Regions from separate parts of the Zea mays genome. Here region 1 is linked to region 2. Evidence: chromatin contacts called from public Hi-C data. All regions are on one chromosome and are shown on one strand. The core of a region is the stretch at or near the end of the contact, and the rest is flanking DNA. Distances in the headings are between cores, read along the strand shown. Region 1 holds the start of LOC100285831 (cortical cell-delineating protein). Region 2 holds the start of LOC541908 (expansin-B7).

The links. Hi-C and Micro-C count contacts between places; a contact is called where the count stands out from the background.
Region 1: a contact with region 2 is called in a Hi-C map of endosperm, with 3 times the contacts expected there. The contact joins the promoter of LOC100285831 here to the promoter of LOC541908 in region 2. A contact is called at or near these places in 2 of 25 Hi-C or Micro-C datasets (ear and endosperm).

The regions. Positions count from the first base shown.
Region 1 is chr1:1,932,114-1,937,292 of Zm-B73-REFERENCE-NAM-5.0, forward strand. LOC100285831 (cortical cell-delineating protein) reads right to left here and starts at 1,336. Exons shown (of 1, transcript NM_001158721.2): 1 at 607-1,336. The coding sequence starts at 1,244. The coding sequence ends at 810.
Region 2 is chr1:1,704,488-1,710,338 of Zm-B73-REFERENCE-NAM-5.0, forward strand. LOC541908 (expansin-B7) reads left to right here and starts at 2,095. Exons shown (of 1, transcript NM_001305813.1): 1 at 2,095-3,507. The coding sequence starts at 2,239. The coding sequence ends at 3,195.

The sequences.
Region 1 (5,179 bases), core at 86-2,585, 230 kb after region 2:
TATATATATATATATATATATATATATATATATATATATATATATATATATATATATATATATATATATATATATATATCCTCAAATTCGATGAAACTAGCAGATGTTCATCGGTACTCGGTGTATGTACGTGTCGTCGACGAAACATGCATTCGCTTTGGGGACAGATCACCCAGGTGTGCACATGAACTAATAAATTTTACAAAAAAATGAAAAATGTATACATATATTTTTTTTTATCTTACTCTAATTATATACAATACTTTAAGTTCAAATTTGTTATACTTTAAACGTAATAAAAAAGATAAAATGTTTGACAAGTTTAAATTAAAACGTTCTCTTTTTTATTACAACTAAAACATAACGAGTTTGAACTTGAATTTATATATATATATATATATATATATATATATATATATATATATATATATATATATATATATATATATATATATATATATATATATATATATATATATATATAGGCTTAGTATAGAAAGAATATGTATGTTTTTTTATAATTTTTTTTATAAATTTTGTTAGTTTATATGTAGCATATGTATACCAAAGATTCATATGCACCGGATATGTTTCTGCTTTGCTTTACACCCAATGATTTATATATTATCATGCTCACGCAATGTATAATGCAAGCAAGTTAGGAGAAGAGTAGAAGAGAAGGCAATACCAAAGAAAACATCCGGAGGAGGCACGTACATACAGTGGTGAACTAGAAGGAAAGAAGAAGAATCACAAATATGCATATGGCAACTGTGAAGCTAGTGACGAACTAGCCACTAGTATATATATTAGGCGCACAGGAAGCCCTGAGGGACGCTCTTGCCGCAGTAGTTGAGGAGCAGGGTGAGCTTGACGGGGACGTCGAGGTTGATGCCGAGCACGTTGGCCTTGAGCGCGGTGCAGAGGCAGACGGCGGCCTCTAGGTCGGCGAGCCCGTCCAGCAGTGGGCAGCACGAGTCGGTGGGCACCTTGCCGATGGACACCTTGACGAGGCCCAGCACGTTGGCGCACACGCCCAGTTTCAGCGCGTTCTTGGGGCACTTGCCGCCGGAGCTGGACGGCGGCGGAGGGCACGGCGTGCTGGTGGGCGACGGCGGCGGTGGCGATGGAGGAGGAGTTGGTTTCGGGCAGCCGCCGCACGCCGCCACCTCGCTGGCCAGGAAGGCGCTGGCGGCGAGCAGCAGGACGAGGGCCACGGCCGGGAACCTCGTCACCGAGGCCATTGCTGCTAGCCTACTTGTGTACTCCTAGTGGATATGGGCCAGGAGCAGCTAGCTAGCTAGAGCAAGCAGTAAGTTGTAGGGCTGTTGTTGATGCCTAGCTAGCTAGCTAGCTATATATATATAGGGAGGTCATGCTAGCTAGTGCATGGCAACAAGTGGTAGAGAGTTCACCAGTCACCTCACTTGGTCGTCCTCCATTCCTCCTCTCATCTCATCCCTTCCCTTGTATAGCTGGCACTGGCACACACAACACTACTCGAGCCGAGCCTAGTGCTGCATGCATGCATGCATACGTATGTTGGAAGCTAGTGAAGGCCATCTTGTGGCTCACATCCATCAGCTTCCCGTCCGTCGAATCGTCGCCGATCCTCCTCATGGAAAATATCTTACCCACCGAATCGGCTGAGTCGTCGTCGGCCTGAATCCATTTTTCTGCACTCTGACCTCTCAATTAAGCTTAAAGAATATAATTATACTATGATGCAAGAGTATGTACTACTGTACCAAGTACGAACATACACCATGCCTGCACACATTCATAGTTTGTCTCTCTGTAAGGCTTGGTTTGATGACAAGAAATTTGGCGACGATCCATAAAAGAAAATCAGTTGCTATTCAAAGATAATCGTAAATGATTTCCTTCCATAGATTTTCTCCAAATCCATGTAACCAAACCATTAATTCATAGTAGATTATACGTCGCACAAAAAATAATATAGCTTTAATAAAGTATATCTTTCTATATAATTCTATAAATAATTATAAATATAACCTTGATAATTATATATATGTTATTCGTCAATCTAGGTGATAATCATCCACCCTAGAATAACTTAACAAATGCTTTACAAAAAATATTAATAACTTAATGATTATTAAGTTATTTCAGGGTGGGTGATCATCACCTAGAATGACAAATAGTGTTGTCCTATATATACATAAATACACACACGACACTTATTACCATCCGAGGAAAGCTAAGCAAAGCAAAGCAGCCAATGCAAGCACATCCTTACACGTACGAAACTATGTACGAGTTTCGTTTTCCTGAAACGTGATATAGCTCGTTTAGCTCGTGAGCTGACTCGTTAACAAACCAAGCTGGTTAAGGAAACGAGCTAGAATGTTAGGTCAAATTCAAACGACCCAATTCGATTCGATCTAAGCTGACCACGAATCAAAAGAAGTCGACGAGCCACGGTCATTTTATCCTGCCCTAAAGGTGAGCCAGGCTGCCGCCCGTGTAGCACGCCTATCATCACATGGAGCTTACTACGACTAAGTTGTGTGACATAGAGATAAAAAACAAAACAGCTGTCCCTACACGAACAACACAACAAGCAAAAGAGGCCAATAAAAAAATGATGATGATGATCTTTTTCGGATCATTCATAAGAAGATGGGGGTAGCCCATGTGACCCGATAGATGGATGAAAGCTCGACTTGTTGTTTTTCTATCAAATACCATCATTACAAAGCGGATGGTACGTCAATTTTTTTTTTTAAAAAAATTGTTCTTCTCCTCCTCATGGCCCAGAGCCCATGCCCTCACCCACCTGCCAACAAAATGAAATCCGACAATCCAGCTAGCTAACCCAACAACAAACAGTGGCAGCGAGCATGGAATGGTATGTAGGCGGAGGCCCAATAACATCATGGTAGCAGGTGGAGGCCCAAGGACAACCACGACGGCAGCGGCACAAGCTGTGCGAGGACGACATACATATTAAAACATATTTTTATTGTACAGCGGTAGGGTTAGAAAATTTCTAATTTAATTAATTTATTTCAACATGCTAGTTTTGCACGTCAAGGTAAGTACCAGAAGAAATCAGAGATAAAAAAGAGTGGCATAAGTCTGGGGCAAACAAAAATTTCACAAGGTTCATACCACCTGAGTGTAATATGCTACGCTCTCTCTTTATATTGGATGTATAGATGTGTGTGCAGGCTAAGCTTACAAACTCATATGGCGGTACTGAGTTATATAATTGTAAGGATATATCATGCATGCTACAGTGGCCACTGACTACGGTGTAGATACACGTACTTTATAATGCTTACGACTACAACTACAGCCCGAGACATGGCAACAATCAATGTTGTACCCGCACAACGTTCATGGGTATAGTATGTTGAGAACTACGTTACCACGGATCACCAGATCCGCTCACTTCCCTCCCGTCAGCAGTAGAGACGCAAGAAGCTGTATAGGATCTGTCCCCTTTTACGTAAGCACGACAGAGGAAACACACGAGACACATGATATAGGGTTGAGTCTCTGACCTCTTTCTCATCTATTCCATACTAGTGAATGGTGCGCGCCCTGCGCGCGTTGTAAAATTTGATTCTAGAATACTTCTAGGTAGAGAAGGGACAACCAAACCTAAATTATTGTATTTCACGATCAGTAATATGCATGGTTAGATGAATATCGAAACAGTAAACATTATTATTATAAAAATATGTGAAAATGACAATAGTCGAACATGTCTTCAGCTGGATTATGTCCACCACCTTAATAATTGTTTTTAACATTCTACTGCCTTGGAAGCACCAGACCTTGAGGTGTATATATATATAGGCAAAAGGAATAGACCGTTGTTGCGAATATTCTAGGAGAATAGCTGTAAGGGCATGGGCATTGTACAACAGATAGATGTCATATATTACAATAACCTATCCGCAACTTCAGTTTGAAGTACAGTCAACGAAATTACCATCTCATATCCATGTGCGGGCAACGGTTCGCATTGATTATGGTGTTCCTGTACAACAAAGAAATTTTGGATCTTTTAAATATGAGGTATAAGAAGTTCCAAAAGGGTAGATGCAGACCTTGGAGAGCTGGTTAAATATGGCGATCGAAACGTCAACGGCGGCGATCTCCACCGAACCTGCCCATCGACCAAACAGACGCAGATGAAATTTAGCAGCAAACTAAAGTTGCTGGCCCTATAAACAAAAATAAAAGATATAGGAGTGCAAAAATAGGGAAAGCGGAATAGTGAAACAGGCCACTATGGTACACGATTCGACCAGAAGGGGGACGATAACCGTCTCGTCATCATCAAAGAAGTCAAATGAGAACAAAACAGAAAGGATGCCGTTGGCATATACGCTGTGAATAGGTCCTGTCTGATGCAACCCATTAGTTGTAACGAGGAAACGACAGGCCGCGTGGAGGAGGATTCCGGAAGAGGATGCTTTCAGCAGCATGTACCATAAAATATGAGGTATAAGAAGTTCCAAACACACTGTTAATGTTATATAAAAAATAATAAAAACTATGCACTAATTGCAGGAAGAGAATATTATAACATTAACAGTATAAATGAAAATATCTGCATTTAAGGATGTAGATTGCAAGACAAATGTTTTTTACCCCAATCTAATGTTACACAGACTTAAGTTGTTTTTAATTTATCGTAACTGCTCAACCTTTTTAAATTTCTAGTCAATTAAAATATTATATATATACTTTCTTTCTATATCTAGGTGTCGATTTGCTGAAGAATTTATTTCTCAAAGCAAATCAGTTAATCTTCTCTAATAGAAAAAACATCCTTTCGATGACATTACAGTTTGCATGCGGTGAGACGCAAAGTTATGTAATAATCAACTATTAGAGAATTATGTTTGTAGGTATTAAAACATAGGGGCACTATAATGCTTTGATTAACAAAATCCAATCAACTGTACATTTAGACATTTTTTGATAAGGAAGTTGTGTTTCTTTTAATGTGTCTTTGAACCTGACGATTTGTAAGTGTCAAAGGAAATACCTTCATCTTGTCATGTAAGTGGATCTGCAGAATCGAATTTGTTTGAGCCTGTGACAATATTTCTTGAGCCTGTGACAATATTTCTTTCATGAGGAAGTTGTGTTCCAGAGATTTGCTTGAGTCTGTGACAATATTTCTTTCATGAGGAAT
Region 2 (5,851 bases), core at 845-3,344:
TGGCGCCGCACAGGGTCATGCTCCACCACCTCCGTTGTTCCCTGCAGCTGACCCTACAGAGTTCACTACTCCTGTGAGTATCAAAATTTTAGTACTGCATGATATATATTCATATGTTCTCACACATATAATCTCTTCTCTATGCAGGGTCAATCGGCGGCGTCGAACAACCCTCATGCTTCGTCCAGCCCTTCGCCGAACCAGTCCAGATGCCCACCTCGTTGATGATTTGTTTTGTGATGATCCAGACTTACCTTTATGAGTGTTGGTGATGTTTGTTACACTTTATCTTGTGAGATACTTGGTGATGTTAGTGATGATGCAGACTTGTATCTGTTTTGTGATGATCCTGACTTTAGTGAGACTTGTGATATGTTTTGTGAGACTTTGTGATATATATGGTGTTGATGATAAATGTGTTCATTCTGTGATGTGCTTGATATATAATGTGATGTGAATGATATATATCTTTTGTTTGTTTGGATGGAACAACAAAAGCAAATAAAAAAGGGACATCCTGGTCACTTTGCCGAGTGTAACACTCGGCAAAAGGTTGCTTTGCCGAGTGCAATGACCATGGCACTCGGCAAAGAAGGAAACCTGGGAACCGGTAAAGACATCTTTGCCGAGTGCTGACAGTGGCACTCGGCAAAGAAGGAAACCTGGGAACCGGCAAAGACATCTTTGCCGAGTGATTTTGCCAAGGCACTCGGCAAAGATACTGGCAAAGGGGCCCACTGGAGGGTTCTTTGCCGAGGGCCGGTCCACCAGACACTCGACAAAGAATCCTCCTTTGCCGAGTGCCTACTAGGGCTCTCGGCACAGGGACTGGCTGTGGGGTCCACTAGACCAGTCTTTGCCGAGTGTCGCCGTTGGCACTCGGTAAAGGATCCGTCACCGTTACTTGGCGCCGTGACGGTGACTTTTCTTTGCCGAGTGCCAAATGACACTCAGCAAAGTTTTTGCCGAGTGCCCGACAAAAAGTACTCGGCAAAGAAGCTGTTGCCGATGTACAGTTCGCCGAGCGTTCTTTGCCGAGTGTTACACTCGGCAAAGCCTTTGCCGAGTGTAAAATAGCGTTTGCCGTGTGTTTAGAACACACGGCAAAGAAGCTGATTCCGGTAGTGGCTGGTTTGCGGTTCACGGGACCGGTCTGGTGGTGCACCGGATCGCCCACTCCTACTAGTCGGTGTCAATTTGTTGATGCTATTCTCCTCTCTCGAAGACCGATCAGCATGTCAGGCGGCGTAGAGCGTAGGATTGTAGCGAGCGCTAGACAATCATGGTGGTAGATGATCTCCTCGCCTACCTCTGGATCGACAGTGTTTGACCAGCCTGCCGTCTCCAAGTTCAACCGCATAAACATCGCCCACTCCTACTAGTCGGTGCGTGTGTGCATAGAGAACTGAGTCTCGATGACGAAATATCTCCATAATAGCACGGTATGGATCATGACCTTATGGCACCCTCTATGTGGTGTTGGCGAGGGCATGATGTGGCGACCTTGTCGTCCTCCATGACTATCGTCCCGTGGAGCAGAACAATGCTTTATCTCCGGCTCATTTGGCTCCGATACAAAATATAATGTTAGCTGGAACTCTTATCCAACGATGATTGAAGCTTCGACGAGGATGAACGGATCACCAAGAACTCTCACGAACACGATGAATACTCTCCATTTCTTAGTGTTGTACAGCCAGACTTATTTTCTCCTTATATTAGCTATTTATTTATCTGCATCTTGACCCTAAAAAACAAACAACAAGACGGGTTAAGATTAACGCGTATCTCTATAAGAAAGGAAAAAAGTACCAAAATTCGGAATTACAGATCACGTGGGGCAGGCAGATGAATCCATGGACATGATCGATCACAGGTAGAAGTAGCAGCAGTACGTAGGGTGGCTCGTGAACCTCCCAGCAGGCCACGGGGCCAGCAGCCTGATGCGGGCGTCGCTCCCTTCCACCCGCATGTGAGCAGCGGCGGGGCCCGCCGGCGGCCGGCGATGGAGGATCGATGGCCTCCGGTTCGGTCTGCGTTTATTTGCGTGCGTAGGTTGCAACTAACGGCCGGCCGCGGCCATATATATGCAATCAATTTCCCGTGACCCGTGTCCGTTTGCCTTAGCTTTCATTTCATATATATATATATATATATATACATGTCAGTCTCTCCCCCTGCAGCCTTCACCTTCCACTTCAGCTTCATTCCACTTCCACTTGGATCGATCGATCGCATATGGCGGTACTGTGGTGGTGGTCATCGTCCTGCTTGTCCTCCCGCGCCGTCGCTGCTGCGCTGCTTTGCCTGCTGGTGGCTCACGGCAGCGATGGAACCAGGCACAACAGCAACAATGGCGGTGGTAGTGGTAGTTCCAGCAGCAGCAAGAGCCACAAGCAAGGCGGAGGGGGACGAGCCCATGCCGCGCCGACGACACCGTCTCCGTATCCGTCTCCGTCTCCGGCGGCTGGCAACAACAGCAGCAGCGACGACGGGTGGCTGAACGCCCGTGCGACATGGTACGGTGCCCCGAACGGTGCTGGTCCGGACGACAACGGCGGCGCGTGCGGCTTCAAGGGCGTGAACATGCCACCTTTCTCGGCGATGACGTCGTGCGGCAACGAGCCAATCTTCAAGGACGGCAAAGGATGCGGGTCCTGCTACCAGATCCGGTGCAAGGCCCACCCTGCGTGCTCCGGCGTGGCGGAGACGGTGATCATCACGGACATGAACTACTACCCGGTGGCCCCCTACCACTTCGACCTGAGCGGCACTGCCTTCGGGGCCATGGCAAAAGACGAGCACAACGACGAGCTAAGGCACGCAGGAATCATCGACATCCAGTTCAAGAGGGTTCCCTGCCAGTACCCTGGTCTGACGGTGACCTTCCACATCGAGCGTGGCTCCAACCCCAACTACCTGGCGGTGCTGGTGGAGTACGAGAACGGCGACGGCGACGTGGTGCAGGTGGACCTGATGGAGTCCAGCCCCGACGACGGCGAGCCCACCGGCGTCTGGGAGCCCATGCGCGAGTCCTGGGGCTCCATATGGAGGATGGACACCCGCCGGCCGCTGCAGGGGCCCTTCTCGCTGCGCGTCACCAACGAGTCCGGCAAGACGCTGGTGGCGGACCAGGTCATTCCGGCAGACTGGCAGCCCGACAACGTCTACAGCTCCATCGTCCAGTTCGAGTAGCAGTATATGCCATGCGTCGTACATATAGATATATATACACTACACACACAACGCGGTGTCAGCAGTAATTTAAGCAAGTATATGCATCATCATTAATTCCATGGACGGATCGGATCGATGATATATATGTACGTAAAGATAGACAGGCATAAGACGACGTCTCTACCTAGCTAGCTATAGCTGCTGAATACATACATATACTTGTCGATCGAGACGTCGCTTGTGACGTCCGTCCAGTGCATTATGAATCATCTTCGATCGATCTGTTGTTGGATTATACATGCTATATATTCGTGATAAAGCTTTACCCAACTATTAATGACCTAACGATCTTCAGTAATTAGCGATAATGATATTCAGTCACCATCATCATCATCGATGGTTCCAAGGCCACACATTACATTCTCTAGCTAGCTAGTTAGCGCGCGCATGCATGGACATGGACACGGACAGCATGCATCCATCGCTTTTCTCCTTTGTCACCTTCACTTGAGCGGCCCGTGCGTGCAGTGCTGGCGCTTTCTTTGGTCTTTTGCGTTGGCCCTCTGCATGCTTTCCTTGGATTTGCATGTCCTCCTCTGTATCTTTGCTTTATTCGCACCACTCACGGGGTTTTTGTTTTAATTCGCATGCATGCCCCGCCGCCTCTCTCGCATCGCATGCCAGCCGGCTGCCCGCATGCTACTATGCCCTAGTACGGTAGTACCCATCCCTCTGGCTACCCCCACCTAGAGCTCAAAAGTTGGGCCGGCCTTGATCATGGTTTAGGCTACCTTTTTTCAACCAGCACGATACAAAATAATTTTAGACAGGTTCGTGTCATACCTAGATACTAAAAGTTTGGCTCGGGTCCGGCCAAAATACGACGGGAAGATGATCGTGCCATGCCGGCCCGACTCAATCGAGGCTATCTTTTAAAGACCAACACGTCACAAAATAATTTTGGATTGGATCGTGACGTGCTTAGATACTAAAAGTTAGATCCGACCTACTGCGAAGTACGGGGGCCGATGATCGTGTTACCGTACGAACAAAAAACATTTATATATATATATATAGGGCAGGTATAACGGGAGCCCTGGGCTTTCAATAGTTAAAAGAAGCCCAGGTTGATCATCCCTGCAACCTGGTTCAACCCAGCGCACCGACTAGACCAGGCTGTCGGTTGCACCACCCGCGACCACGTCTGTGCGCGCAAAAAAGGAATGTATGCATAAGTCAAACACGTCCCCATGTATGCGCATAAATTTAGGAAAGATATGTGTGGCAGTTTCTATTTTTAAATGCTTTGTTTTCTCCATAAATTTAGGATCGCTGCAACACCCATGCAACTAGACTCGTGAGGACCATTTTATGATATATACTGCTACTAAATATGCTACCCTGTGTAGATAATTATGCAATTTGGTATACTGCGTAAAAATCTGTTACCAGATGCATGCACACGGATTTATGATGAAAATAATGTGCAATGAAAGGAAATGAATTGCACGCATAGAAACAAAAAAAATCGTATTTAATGTTTTATTTCCTTCATAAATATAGGATCCCTCCAACAGCCATGCAGCTAAACACATTAGATCTAGTTTATGATATATATTGATACAAATTATACTACATGGTGTAGCTATTTATGCAATTCGTTACACTGCGTAAAAAATCTGGCATGTTGTTCACTGGTGGACGCATCTCCGGGTTGGAGCGTAATAACCTTAAGTTTTGAGCATAAAATTCTTCAATTATAAGCGTAAATACCGAGCCAATGTGAGAGCTTGATAGCTCTAATAGGTTGTTATTACGATCCTATTTTTATGGCAGATCCGAAAAACATGGCAGCCGTATGCATGCGGTTATACATATCTAAAAATTATGGCAAAATGCATGCATGAGTCAAACACGCTCCCTTACATGCGCATAAATTTAGGAAAGATATGTGTGGCGGTTTCTATTTTAAATGCTTTATTTTCTCCATAAATTTAGGATCGCTGCAACAGCCATGCAACTAGACTCGTAATGACCATTTTATGATATATACTAATACTAAATATACCATACTGTGTAGGTAATTATGCAATTCGGTATACTGCGTAAAAATCTGTTTCCAACTACATGCACACGAATTTATGATGGAAAGAATATGCAATGAAAGGAAATGAATTGCATGCATAGAAACAAAAAATCGCATTTAATGTTTTATTTTCTTCGTAAATATAGGATCCCTCCAACAGCCATGCAGCTAAACGCATTAGAACTAGTTTATGATATATACTGATACAAATTATACTACACGGTGTAGGTATTTATGCAATTCGTTACACTGCGTAAAAAATCTAGCATGTTGTTCACTGGTGGACGCATCTCCGGTGGAGCGTAAAAATCTTAAGTTTTGAGCATAAAATCCCTCAATTATAAGCGTAAATATCGAGTCAATGTGAGAGGTTGATAGCACTAGTATGTTGTTATTACTATCCTATTTTTATGACAGATCCGAAAACATGGCAGTCGCATGCGTGCGGTTTCTATTTTTATATAGATTCAAAATTTATGGCAAAAATCGTGAGAGTTTTCATTGCATGCGTACAAATTACGAACAACATAAATCAAGTAATTGTCTTTCCAATGTGCATGCAGTAAACTGATATACGAACTCTATGTT